Regions from separate parts of the Gossypium hirsutum genome. Here all the other regions are linked to region 3. The links are chromatin contacts, called in public Hi-C maps. All regions are on one chromosome and are shown on one strand. Each heading gives the region's core, a stretch centred on a gene start, on an enhancer-like site or on the middle of the called end of the contact. The rest is flanking DNA. Distances are from core to core; before and after follow the strand shown.

Region 1 (3,981 bases), core at 1,378-3,877, 220 kb before region 3:
TATTTACAGAGCAACTGTGGAAAAACTTGAATAAAGTTAGTTAAATGCCATGGATCTATGGGCAATACCTGTGGAGGACCCCACATATACGGGGGAGGAGCATGGCCAGAGGCCACAGCTGAGTTGTAATATGGCGGCATAGTGACTCGAGGACCATAGTATGCCTATATATGTAATAAAGAAACATGAAATCCCCTTTAGCAATTTTATGACCAAAGTAGATTGTGCATTTTAATTGAACAAATGCCTTAACAGCAGCAGCAGGAAAGAGGGGAGTGTATGAATAAAGTAGAGAACCTGCATAGCAGCCCAATCGGGATAGACGTGAATATTGGCCTGATCCTGCGAATAGAAAAGTATTCACCAATACTATAATATGAGCATAAAAAATTAATAGATTAAATACCAAACAAATTGTACAACTACTACTTTAAAGATCCTTTCCCTAAATCTCTTAACTTACCGTTGGCACTGGTGAAGATGACTTGTCAGACTTAGACTTTCCTTCATCGTTGTTTCCCATTACCAAGCACTAAAGCCGAAAACCTATTTTCTAGAATGTCCTTCACGTCTCTCAGTCAACTGCAGTCAAGGAGAGAAACCTGAAGGTGTGATTTACAGTATATTTTCTCAACAGCAATAGGAAGGGTTCAGAAAAGAAGTATACATCCAAAAAAGGATTGCATGGTTCAGAAAGTAATTTTTCTCTACTACACTACGTAAAACATAAGCTGATGGTTTGACTTGGTGACGGCCAATGACCCCCAAGTTAGAGGGCAGACCAAACGAATATATGATGTTATTAAATGCTTAAACAACACACCATCAAATTAAAACAAAATAATGTAAGGATGCCATAATATTTTATCCAACCATATTATCCTACACAACTCTACATATATTAAAACAAGTGCAGTATGATGCAAATATTTGGTGTTTCATTTCAGATTAGCTTATCAAATTTCACCAAAGTCTTGGACACTTTATATATTGGGTTTTATTTGCAAACGCAACAAATCAAATCTAAGTCTTCTAAAAACAAAGTCCTAGATGAAAAACCAATATTGAAACTTCACTCATCTTAAGTTTTAAATTGTATGCTAGCACGCTTGGTGGTTTTGGTAATATAATTAGACTATAAAGTATAAATAGGTTGCTTTAAAAAGTATTTGTAACCAAACACTGGGATTTTCGCCATAAAAGGGTTTTCATTCAGTTCAATGAATATAAATTTTCATCAACATAATAATCCCTGAGAAGAAAGGAACCAAAAAAATATCCTTTAAATAAAGAGATTGGAGAAAAGTGCTTAACCCGGAAAAATACGGAAAGGTAAGGGTATAACCGACTTTCAAGCACCCATACCTAAAACAGAAGAGCGATTGCAAATTTCGAAAATCTAACCCACAGGATTTAATCTGTTAACTAAAGGACAAAAATACCCTTCAAACCGCAGTCGAAGATTTCTGCAGTTTTCCTGTAAGCTTTTCTCTCAATAAGATTTTAAGTTTTGGACTATTACCTATCATTTTAGATGAATCCACTAAAAGTCATCTTTTCCTTTTGAAATATCAGTTTTCTCTCAATAAGCTGTTTCGGTTTTCATCGTCTAATTTCCTCATCTGCATTCCTTTGCTTCGTTAACTTCCTTGAAACTTATTGTAAATCTTTCAGCCAAAACAGTCATGCAGATTCGAAATTTCCAATCAGAAATTACCACGAACTTACATAGATCCATGAAAAAGTAAACGCTGAAAGTCAGTAAAGACGAAGAAGAAGAAGAAGAAGAAGAAGACGAAGTGTATTTTCATAAATCCTACAAAATTCCGTATTATGTTAATATGGAAAAGCTAAATAAGTGAGTTGAAGACATTTCATTTCCAGAACAATTAAAAACTTGAATTGAATCCACTTCCCTACATTACCTCACCGAAACTTTTTTAAAATAAAAAAATAAAACTCCAAAACTAAATTTAATTCTTCAAATATAAACATCCCCGCCCGTTTATCAGACAACCAAAAGAAATCATTAAGCACTAATCCACTAACCAAACATTATATAAAACTCGAAAGAAGTCAATTAAAAAAAAACAGAACTCTAATTTTAACATACCTCGAAAATCCAAATCTAGAAACCTCCCTTCTCTCAGCAGCTTTACAGCGTGAAATTAATAACTCTCAATTGGGGAAAAAAAAGGAGCAGAAAGAGATATTGTAAAACAAAATACTCAAAAACACCGCATTATCTTCACTGAAAAACAAAGAGAAAATTTAAGGAATTTCTTTTTTCTAATTCGCAGAGACGGAGAAAGAAAAATAGAGAGAGAGAGAGAGAGAGAGGAGGGCGTGGGAAGAAGAAGGAAAGGGAGCGCCAAGGCAACAGCCACGTCAACAAAAACGTGTCGTAGAAAAGCAAGGTGTATAAATACAGCGTATATACGGAGGTGTTGAGGGGGCAAAGTTGGGTTGTTGAGTTGGCCCATCGATATTCGCGCTGGCCATTTTTATTTATTCAAACATCATTTGTACCGTACACGTGTTGGTTATTTAGTCGATCTACGCATATCGGGTAATGGGGGTCCTACCTATTCCACCCGTCATGTGGGCTTACGTGGTCATGTTTCATTTATTTTATTTTTTTTGGGAAGGGGTATTTAATTGCCTCGGATTTAACTAAAATGAATAAAATCTTTTGGAATCCACCAATGGCCAATTGGTGACGACCTAATTCTAATTGGGGGCGTAATCCACGCTTTTGTCACGTAAGAATTATTTTTTAAAAATATTTTAATTCGGCTTTTTCTTTTTTTTTAATGACGCTATTTTTTTCTATTTTTCAATCTGCATTTTTTTTATTTTTTACAATTATGTAAAAATTCGTTTTTTTCATAATAATTTTCTTTCAAATTATTTTTTAGGATATATTTTTTAATTTCGTAAAATTTTGATTTTGATCCCTTTCTAGACTAAGAAAAAAAAAAGCTAATTTCGACTGATAAATCTAATTTCAAACTTCAATTCTCATAACTATCGAGATTCGCCTTTTTTTCCTTTTATTTTTCTATTTATATAGAGTTCTACATCAGTTATGGGCCTTCTCGCCTTGCCAGCTTGTGCTTACTATTCTAATAATAATGTTCCGTTTGTTTCATTGAAAATGGACTAATTTACCTATAAATGCCCATTTCTAAATATATTTACGGAAATAAGTCAATTTCTACATTATTTATCAGAAATGGTCGATTTTGGCAAAAGGCGTCCACATACGAGCGTTTTAGGGTGAAATTTCTAGCAAATCGCTCCCTTAGGGAGCGTTTTTGCCATGTCAACAGAAAACGCACTGACGTGGATGCGCTTTGCTGACGTGGCAAAAACGCTCCCTATGGGTGCATTTTGCTCAGTGTTTTTTCTAGGTTATGGCTTTTTGCATGTTTAGTCCCTAGGGTTTTTTGGTTTAGGGTTTTGTTAAAATAATTTAAGGTTAAGTTTGTAGTATTTGTTAAAATAATTTAGGGTTCTAAGTTTTAGGAATTTTTAAAAATAAATCAGGATTTAGTGTTTTTTTAAAATTAATTAATTAGGATTTAGGGGTTTTAAATAAATTAATTAAATTTGGGTTTATTTTAAAAAAAAAATAATATTGTGTTTAGGTTTAGGGTTTAGGGAAATTATATTGACAATAAGGATTTTGGTTTTTTTCTATAGTAGTTCCTAAAAAAATAATTTTTAGAAGATGGTTCTGAACAAATAGTGTCAAAAACGCTTCAAGCAGGATGCACTGTCAACAAAATTACTGAAAAAACTCCCACATGGACGCTCTTTTTCTACAATAGTTTCTGAAAAAATAATTTTGAGAAGACAGTTCTAAACAAATAGTGTCAAAAACGCTTCAAGCAGGATGCACTGTCAGTAAAATTGATGAAAAAAGCTCCTACGTAGACATACTTTTTCTACAGTAGTTCCTGAAAAAATAATTTTGAG
Region 2 (3,811 bases), core at 567-3,066, 160 kb before region 3:
GGTTTTAATTTTAGATTAGTATTTGGTAGATTGGCAGTATATATATATATTTTTATTCTAGAGATAAGTTTAGAAATTTGTCATTTGTTTATTTTTTTTAAATATATCACTATACCTTACAGGACACTTGTCAAAACTCCTAATTTTACTTGTGAAATCTAAAAACTCTACTGATAAAGTACCAAATATTCTTCATTTAAATTTATATTTAACAATAATATTTCGTATAAGTTCAATAAAAAATATATAATTTAATATAAAAAAATTAACAGAAATTTTTAGAATTTTGAAATATTGATTTAAAATTTTACAAATTTCAATATTACTATTAATGCATATTTATGTTATAAATAATATAATGCTACTATTTTAATAATTGATATAATAAAATCATTATTTCATAACATATTGTTTTATAATAATTTCAAAGTTACTAATTAATTAAAATTTTAAATAGTATTCCTAATATTTTATGAGAAAACTAATATATCAATTATAATTTAGAGGTATTTAGTAATAAATTTATTATAATACAAACTTCAAATATTTTAAAATTACAAAATATTAATGCAAATAATATTGAATAATTATTACAATTTTTAAGAGTTTTAGAATAATTATATGATTAATTCAATAATAATGTTCATTTAATACACGAACTAGTATTACTTTTGTTATTTCAAATTAATATAATACGTTAAATAACGTTATTAAATAATTAATATTTTAGATTATTAATTAGTATTTTAATGATAAACAAAATTTTCCTTTAAAAAAATAAATTTTAAATAATTAATATTTTTTGAATAATTTTATTATAGGTTTTAATTATATCTGCTTTTTTTTAAATAATGGCTAAAAATACTCATAGCTCCTTCATAAATAGAAGGATAATATATTTCAACGTACTTAAATTCACGCCATCCTGCACTGGAAACAATACGTATATCAATCAAGTTAAAACTTAATTAACTTAATAATTAATATTTTAATATTTATGCCAATAATTCTATTTAGAATTACAAATGTAATATTTTAATATTGATTATAAATCATATTATTATGCTAATACTGAATTAATAAATAATTTAAATAAATTAAAAGTTAAAATTCTTATATTTATTCCAATATTGTTATTTTGGGAAAAGAAGGTAGATTTAAAAAAAAATATTTTTGATTTGGTGACCAAATGCTAAAAGAATATGTACTTTTCAAATTTATTTTTTAATATTTATTTCTTAAATATAAACAAAATTTATGCACATTAGTCAAATGAAAAGGAAATAAAACAAAGTGCTGCTGACAGTACCAAAAATACAGTGGGCATAAAAAAGAAGAAGTAAAGGGGCAATCTAGTAAATTCAGATGGTGGGGCAGCTCTCCTCTCGCTTTCCGACGCGGATTGCACTCCATGTCTGACGCACCTTGTTTTGACTCGAATCTCACTCAAATCTTTAATCCCGACCGCCCATTTTCATGCCGAATCAAATACACTTTCCCAACTCATCTCTACAAAGATGCGCAACTCCCTATCCGATCATCAAATTAAAAATCACTATATTCAATTTTTAAATTGCTCTGACGTAAAGGAGATCCACGGTCCTAATTTCGTGAATCGGAGGAATGGAAATGAACCACGATGCCAGGGAAAGATAAAAGAAGTATATCTGCCAACGAGGCCTGGCAGGGGAAAAAAGAAAAGCATCTAAATACGTATGCTGGGTGGGCCCCAGCCGCATTTGCCATATGTCGGTGAGTGAAAGTGGTCCAGGCCGTGACGTGTCCACTGTAGACCGACTCACAGACAAGGTGGACCCCACAATCACGCAGCAAAGGAGGTTGCGTAGCCAGCTCATTTTTATGCCGCTTGGACTCTCTAGAGATCTTCAATGGCCCGCGTGTCACTGCCATATCTCCACGTGGGAGGATTCCGCGTGCCTTCCCCTCATTAGTCCCTCCTCTTTAATCCACCCTTCATGATTTCATCAACTAAACCATTAAAAAGAACAGTTGAAGATTTGTATTTTTAATTGATATTTTTAGAAAATTTGAAGACTAAATAAATAAGACTACAAACTCTTATCATATGTGTATCAAATTTAGAATAAATACACATTATTTGAAATTAATTAATAATATATGAAATATGTATGATGTTAAAATAAAAAAGAAGTTAGATTAAAATTGTTTATTATGATGTTGTTATCGATCTTGAGTCGATATCTAGTTAGCTTATTACACAAACTCAATCAAATATAAAATTAAATTGTATAAAATTTCAAAATAAAATTTTAGTTGAGTGGAAATTTAAAAATTTTACTATTACAATTGATTCAGGTTTAAATATTACCATATGTATATTTTTATTGAGTTTTTAAATAAAAAGATTAAATTATCCTCAATTAATTAATTTCCTTTTAACTACGAAAAAATATTTTTATTATTTCCTTAACCGAGTTGATAACACGATTAAGGGTGACATTAATTCAATAAAAACACTTAATAAATAGTATAGATATGTAATCATTTTTAATTTCATTTCTTTAGAAAAATAAAACTAAATTTTGGATCAAAATTTTTTAAAAAAATGTTACAGAATGGATTCTCAAACTTTAAACTCTATTAAGGTTTATTATATATAAAAAAACCCTTTAAAACAATTTAATAATAAATTCAACTCTAAATTCATATAAAAATTTAATTCAACCTTCAATTCAATTTAAACAATTAATTGAATCTTTAATTGAATTTAAATAATTAATTAAGACGTCATCTTTTGATGCCATTAACTTCATTGTTAACTTCCCATGTGGCACGTTAGGGTTGTTCCATGTGGTGAAATCTGTAATTTTTATTATATTTGTTTAAAAAATAATAAAAAGATATAAAATTTCTAAAAATATAAAAATAATTTTTTTATTTTTTTAAGATTTTAAAAATATTAAAATATTTAAAATAATAGAAAAATCATTTCAAAATAAACCTAGAATTTTAAAAATTATAATAAGGGTAAAAATTATAAAAAAATATTAAAATTTATTTAAAATAGTATAAAATCACAAAAAAATATATTAAAAATTAAAAGAAATTCTCTCCCTCCTCTCTCTCTCACTCTCAATTATGGGTAAATTGTTATTTTCGATTAATTATTAAATTACTTTCAAAAGAATTTTTTATATAATAAGACTATTAATTCTAATTAACAACAATTTTATCATTATAATTATGATTTTGTTAGTATTGATTGAGTTTTAAACAAGTTTAATTTTTTTTAACAAATCACATTATACTTAAAAGGAAGAATTTATAGAAGTTAAAAATATTCATCATTTAAAATGAATTATATATGGTATACCCTCAAATATGAAGAGCTTACATAATGACTTAACTCCCCTACCCGACTTAAGTTTTTTTAGATTATTGGTGAAATTGACTCTAATGAGGTTAAAAATAATAGTAGTGGTGACATTAGTTATTATAATGGTAAAATTAGATATTGTAGCAGTGAGATTAAAACTTATAATGAAATGTGTGTTTAAATTCAAATGTATCTACAGTGATAAGATTAAAATAAAAAAATCTATTAATGAAATTATACTAAATTGTGTATATCTAAAACAAATAGTAAAAAAATTTACTAAATTTCTATTTCTATTAATAAAATGAAATATATATTCAAATTATATTTAAGTAAATAATAATTAGAACTTATTAATTATATTTATATTAAATAAATACTTAAAAAATAAAAAAATAAAATAATTTTTAAAAAAGTGAAGGTTGTATGAGAAATTATAATATATTATAATAT
Region 3 (3,612 bases), core at 182-2,681:
ATATATTTATGTATATAAATGAAACATACGAAACTATGAACTTCTTTTCCAATTTTTTTTAACTAAATGTCATACAGATTTATTATTTATTCATTTAACAGAAATTGAAACATAGGACAATGAAGAATGAAAAAAAAATATTGACTTTAACATGATCATTCACTGAAGTAAAATATTTTAAACTCTATAATTAAATTTATCAATTTGAAAATCACCCAAATTAAAAATTAAAATAAATCCCTAAAATTTTAATATGAATTCAAGATAATCAAGATATTAAAAAAATACTTTAATATAAACCTTCAAAGATGTTATCCGAAATATAAAACCCATGAAATTTTATAAATCAATCATTCAAATGAATAACCTTAATCAATTCCCAATTATTTAATATGTTCGAGGCTCGGATGTCACTTGTTAGAATTATTAATTAAGATATGATATAAAATTTAATAAATCATACATCAGGATCTTCTCATGTCAAATCATTAAGAACAAAATAAGAATAAAACTAGATGCAGAAGCATACCTAAATCCATAAATTCCTTGAAGTTTTTCCTGATCTTGGGAATTTGATCTTCCAAATTAGCACACAAGAAATTCAGAGAATATTGCTCTCTCTTTCTTAAGGATGGGATATTAGAAAAGATATCTTGTATATAATTTGGGGACCATAACCCTAATATTTATAATCTTGTCATATTAGTACTAATTTCTAATTAGCCCATCATTAATTAGAATTTGATTAGAACTCAATTGCTAAAATATTTACACGTATTTGACCCATATTTTATTTAATAATTAAAGCACAATAAAACATTAACCAAATTAGATCACTTTTAATTTGGTCTAACATATCATGATAGTAAATAATAATAACATGTAATTATTCTTATTATATATGTGATGTCCATATTTTTCAACACGTTCTTCATAGGATAAATCATGGCAACCAACCATTTCTGTATTAAAGGTCGAAAAGAAATGTATGGCCCAACTATACGAAATTTTGATTACGTCACTTGGGCTCCAAAATTTTTCCTGAAAAATAAAATGATTGTGATTCCTCCATATGTGCCAAGCAAGAATTCTAAAAAGGCATGCCCAATTGATTCCTCCCTCATGGATCATAGTATTATCTTACACATTAAAAAGAATCCAATCGAAGTATTAAAATTCATATTTTAACAAAACTAGACTTGAACAATTTTATTTAACTAAATTAAAAAAAATTAAAATGATAAATATTTTTTAACAGCTTTCAAATTAAATGGTAAATTTTCGATAAAATTCAAGTTATATTTTTATATAAAAAAATACCTTGATTTATAGAAAAATTAATATACCTTGAGTGAAAGTTTTTGACGATAATCAAAGTCGTGATAACCCGCCCATTTAAAAGGTGTAGCTAGTGGGCTATGACCCCTTATTACTCAAAACATGGATTGCATATAGATAGGGAACGAACCAATCATAATCCTCCTTCAAAAATCTTATCCACCTGTCAATCACTCCATTCGTCTGCCACCAAAACCTCACCCACACTAATAATACCATTTTTTATTATTACTTTTAGGTAATTCAAACATTCAGACAAAAATAAATTAGAAAACGAATTTTTTCTAAGAAGAGCTTTTTTTTTTTTTTTTTTTGAAAGCAAGGAAGAATACTACTGTGAAAGAAGGCAGCAAAAGGAAAGGAAAGGATAGGATTTGTAGCGTTCAAGAGGGCGCTTATCTATCTCAGAAATAGCAGTAATTAATTTTTGAGGAAAAAATGGCGGCAGCAGCAGCATCAGCTTCCATGTCGGCCACCGCCGTCTTGATTCCACGTGTTCCTGCAGCCGTTAGAACAACCCACTGTTCCGCCTTGCCGCCTGTCCCTCCTCGCGTTTCCACCGCTTCCTTTTCCTCGTCCGTTAAGCTAACTCCAGGTACTGCTGTTAACATTCTCCCTTTTAACGCCTCACTTCACTTGCCTGCTCTTCCTTTTGTTTGATTTTACTGAATGAAAATGAAAGCTTAATGGTCATAGAAGTTAAGAGTTCACTTCTATATCCTGTTCTTCCAAACACCATATTCGGAATTGAGATTGGTTTTTTCGGAAATGAAATCATTGGTGGTGGGTGTAGGATCAGAAACGTTATATTGGTGACAATCACACGTGTTAAGAGTAGTTGCAGTAAACTAATTATGGAGGCTTTTGTCTGAAAAAATGGGTCAATCTTTTGGACGATAATATGGGAGTTGGGACCCCAAATTTCAAATGGGGATGAATTGGTACCAATTCAAGTATGGGATAGAATGCAAGTAACAACTCTGGATGAATGTCGGACATGTTCGTATAACATGAATAGATAGGTAAAACAACTATGAAGTGGTCTAATATATAGCGCTCTTCCTTTATAATGCCACAACAACAAATAGTTTTATTTGGTTGTCTCTGTCATAGTATATGCATTTGACTTTGAGCTACGTATTCCTTGGCCTTCTATTTACCCTGTTGTTTTTGGTACAGAATCCCGGAGGTTTCCTTTTCTCCAAACAAAAGCAACAGAAGACACCTCTGTCGATACCGGGGAGCTTTTTGATGACTTGAAAGAAAAAGTGAGAAAATGGTGGCCTGCACATAATCAATTTCTTGCTCTTTTAACCTGCTGAACTGAGTGCCTGACTTGGCTTGTTTTTTCGTGGTTTTCTAGTGGGATAAAGTTGAGAACAAGACCACGGTTCTTCTTTATGGTGGTGGGGCAATAGTTGCCGTTTGGCTATCATCTATTCTTGTTGGCGCCATTAACTCAGTGCCCTTGGTAAGTGGAACTCTTCATGCTACACTTTATAACTTGTTTTATATGCTAATCCTATCTGAAATCAATGCATTTCTGTGCTTCTCAGCTTCCAAAGATAATGGAGTTGGTTGGACTTGGATATTCAGGATGGTTTGTCTATAGATACCTTCTCTTCAAGGTAAGTTTTCAGTCAAATATATATGGTCCCATGTATTTTTTGTGTGGAATAATCCAAGTTCTTTATGGGTGAGCCACATCATTTAAACACTTGCAAATTGTTCAACTTGATAACTCTAAAGGGAAATTTACAAATGCATGAAGAGACAATGATGTATTTGATGGTTTTGAATCAGCATTTTTTTGTTGCAAGTGCTCACTTTGAACTTTTAAATCTAGCTTATATATTAGAGGTGGTGTTCAACTTAAAAGAGTGGATTAATTTACGATTAAAATCAAATTGGTTATCAGACTATAGTATCAGATCATATATATGAACACTAAAAGCCGTGTGCTAAAAACATGCGTATTACCTCAGTCAAGCAGGAAAGAACTAGCTACGGATATTGAGGCACTGAAGAAGAAGATTGCTGGAACTGAATAGATGTACAGGATTGGCAATGGCATGCTAATCTGGCCTTCTTGTATCCTCTAAAAGAGACATCTTTATTCTGTAATTGTAGGGATTCCTTGTATGAATTCTTGTCACCTTTATATTTCCCCTGTTCCTGGAATAAAACTTGTCAATTTTATGCGCATGCCTCTAGTTTTCCTACTACATATAAATGCCATGTTTAGTGCAGAGATATCCCATTTCTTCCATTAAA

What was found. A called contact is a pair of places that touch in the nucleus more often than the background predicts.
Region 1: a Hi-C map of leaf shows a contact between it and region 3, with 3 times the contacts expected there. The contact joins the promoter of LOC107933527 here to the promoter of LOC107933524 in region 3. A contact is called at or near these places in 25 of 34 Hi-C or Micro-C datasets (anther, callus, cotyledon and 5 more).
Region 2: a Hi-C map of hypocotyl shows a contact between it and region 3, with 1.7 times the contacts expected there. The contact joins the enhancer-like site here to the promoter of LOC107933524 in region 3. A contact is called at or near these places in 2 of 34 Hi-C or Micro-C datasets (hypocotyl and leaf).

What each region holds. Positions count from the first base shown.
Region 1 is chrA08:102,449,057-102,453,037 of Gossypium_hirsutum_v2.1, forward strand. LOC107933527 (common plant regulatory factor 1) reads right to left here and starts at 2,628. Exons shown (of 12, transcript XM_016865763.2): 1 at 2,114-2,628; 2 at 464-582; 3 at 298-342; 4 at 69-164. The coding sequence starts at 523.
Region 2 is chrA08:102,504,580-102,508,390 of Gossypium_hirsutum_v2.1, forward strand. No RefSeq gene overlaps it. Among protein-coding and RNA genes, the nearest start is that of LOC107933527, 55 kb to the left of the region's middle. Within about 2 kb of position 1,817, at least 5 of the 9 cell types and tissues checked have an H3K27ac peak or open chromatin away from gene starts, as enhancers often do. A contact at or near this core is called in hypocotyl and leaf, where this site is marked.
Region 3 is chrA08:102,666,525-102,670,136 of Gossypium_hirsutum_v2.1, forward strand. It overlaps LOC107933524 (protein CURVATURE THYLAKOID 1A, chloroplastic), which reads left to right and starts at 1,432. Exons shown (of 5, transcript XM_016865757.2): 1 at 1,432-1,933; 2 at 2,518-2,606; 3 at 2,702-2,809; 4 at 2,895-2,966; 5 at 3,324-3,543. The coding sequence starts at 1,777. The coding sequence ends at 3,389.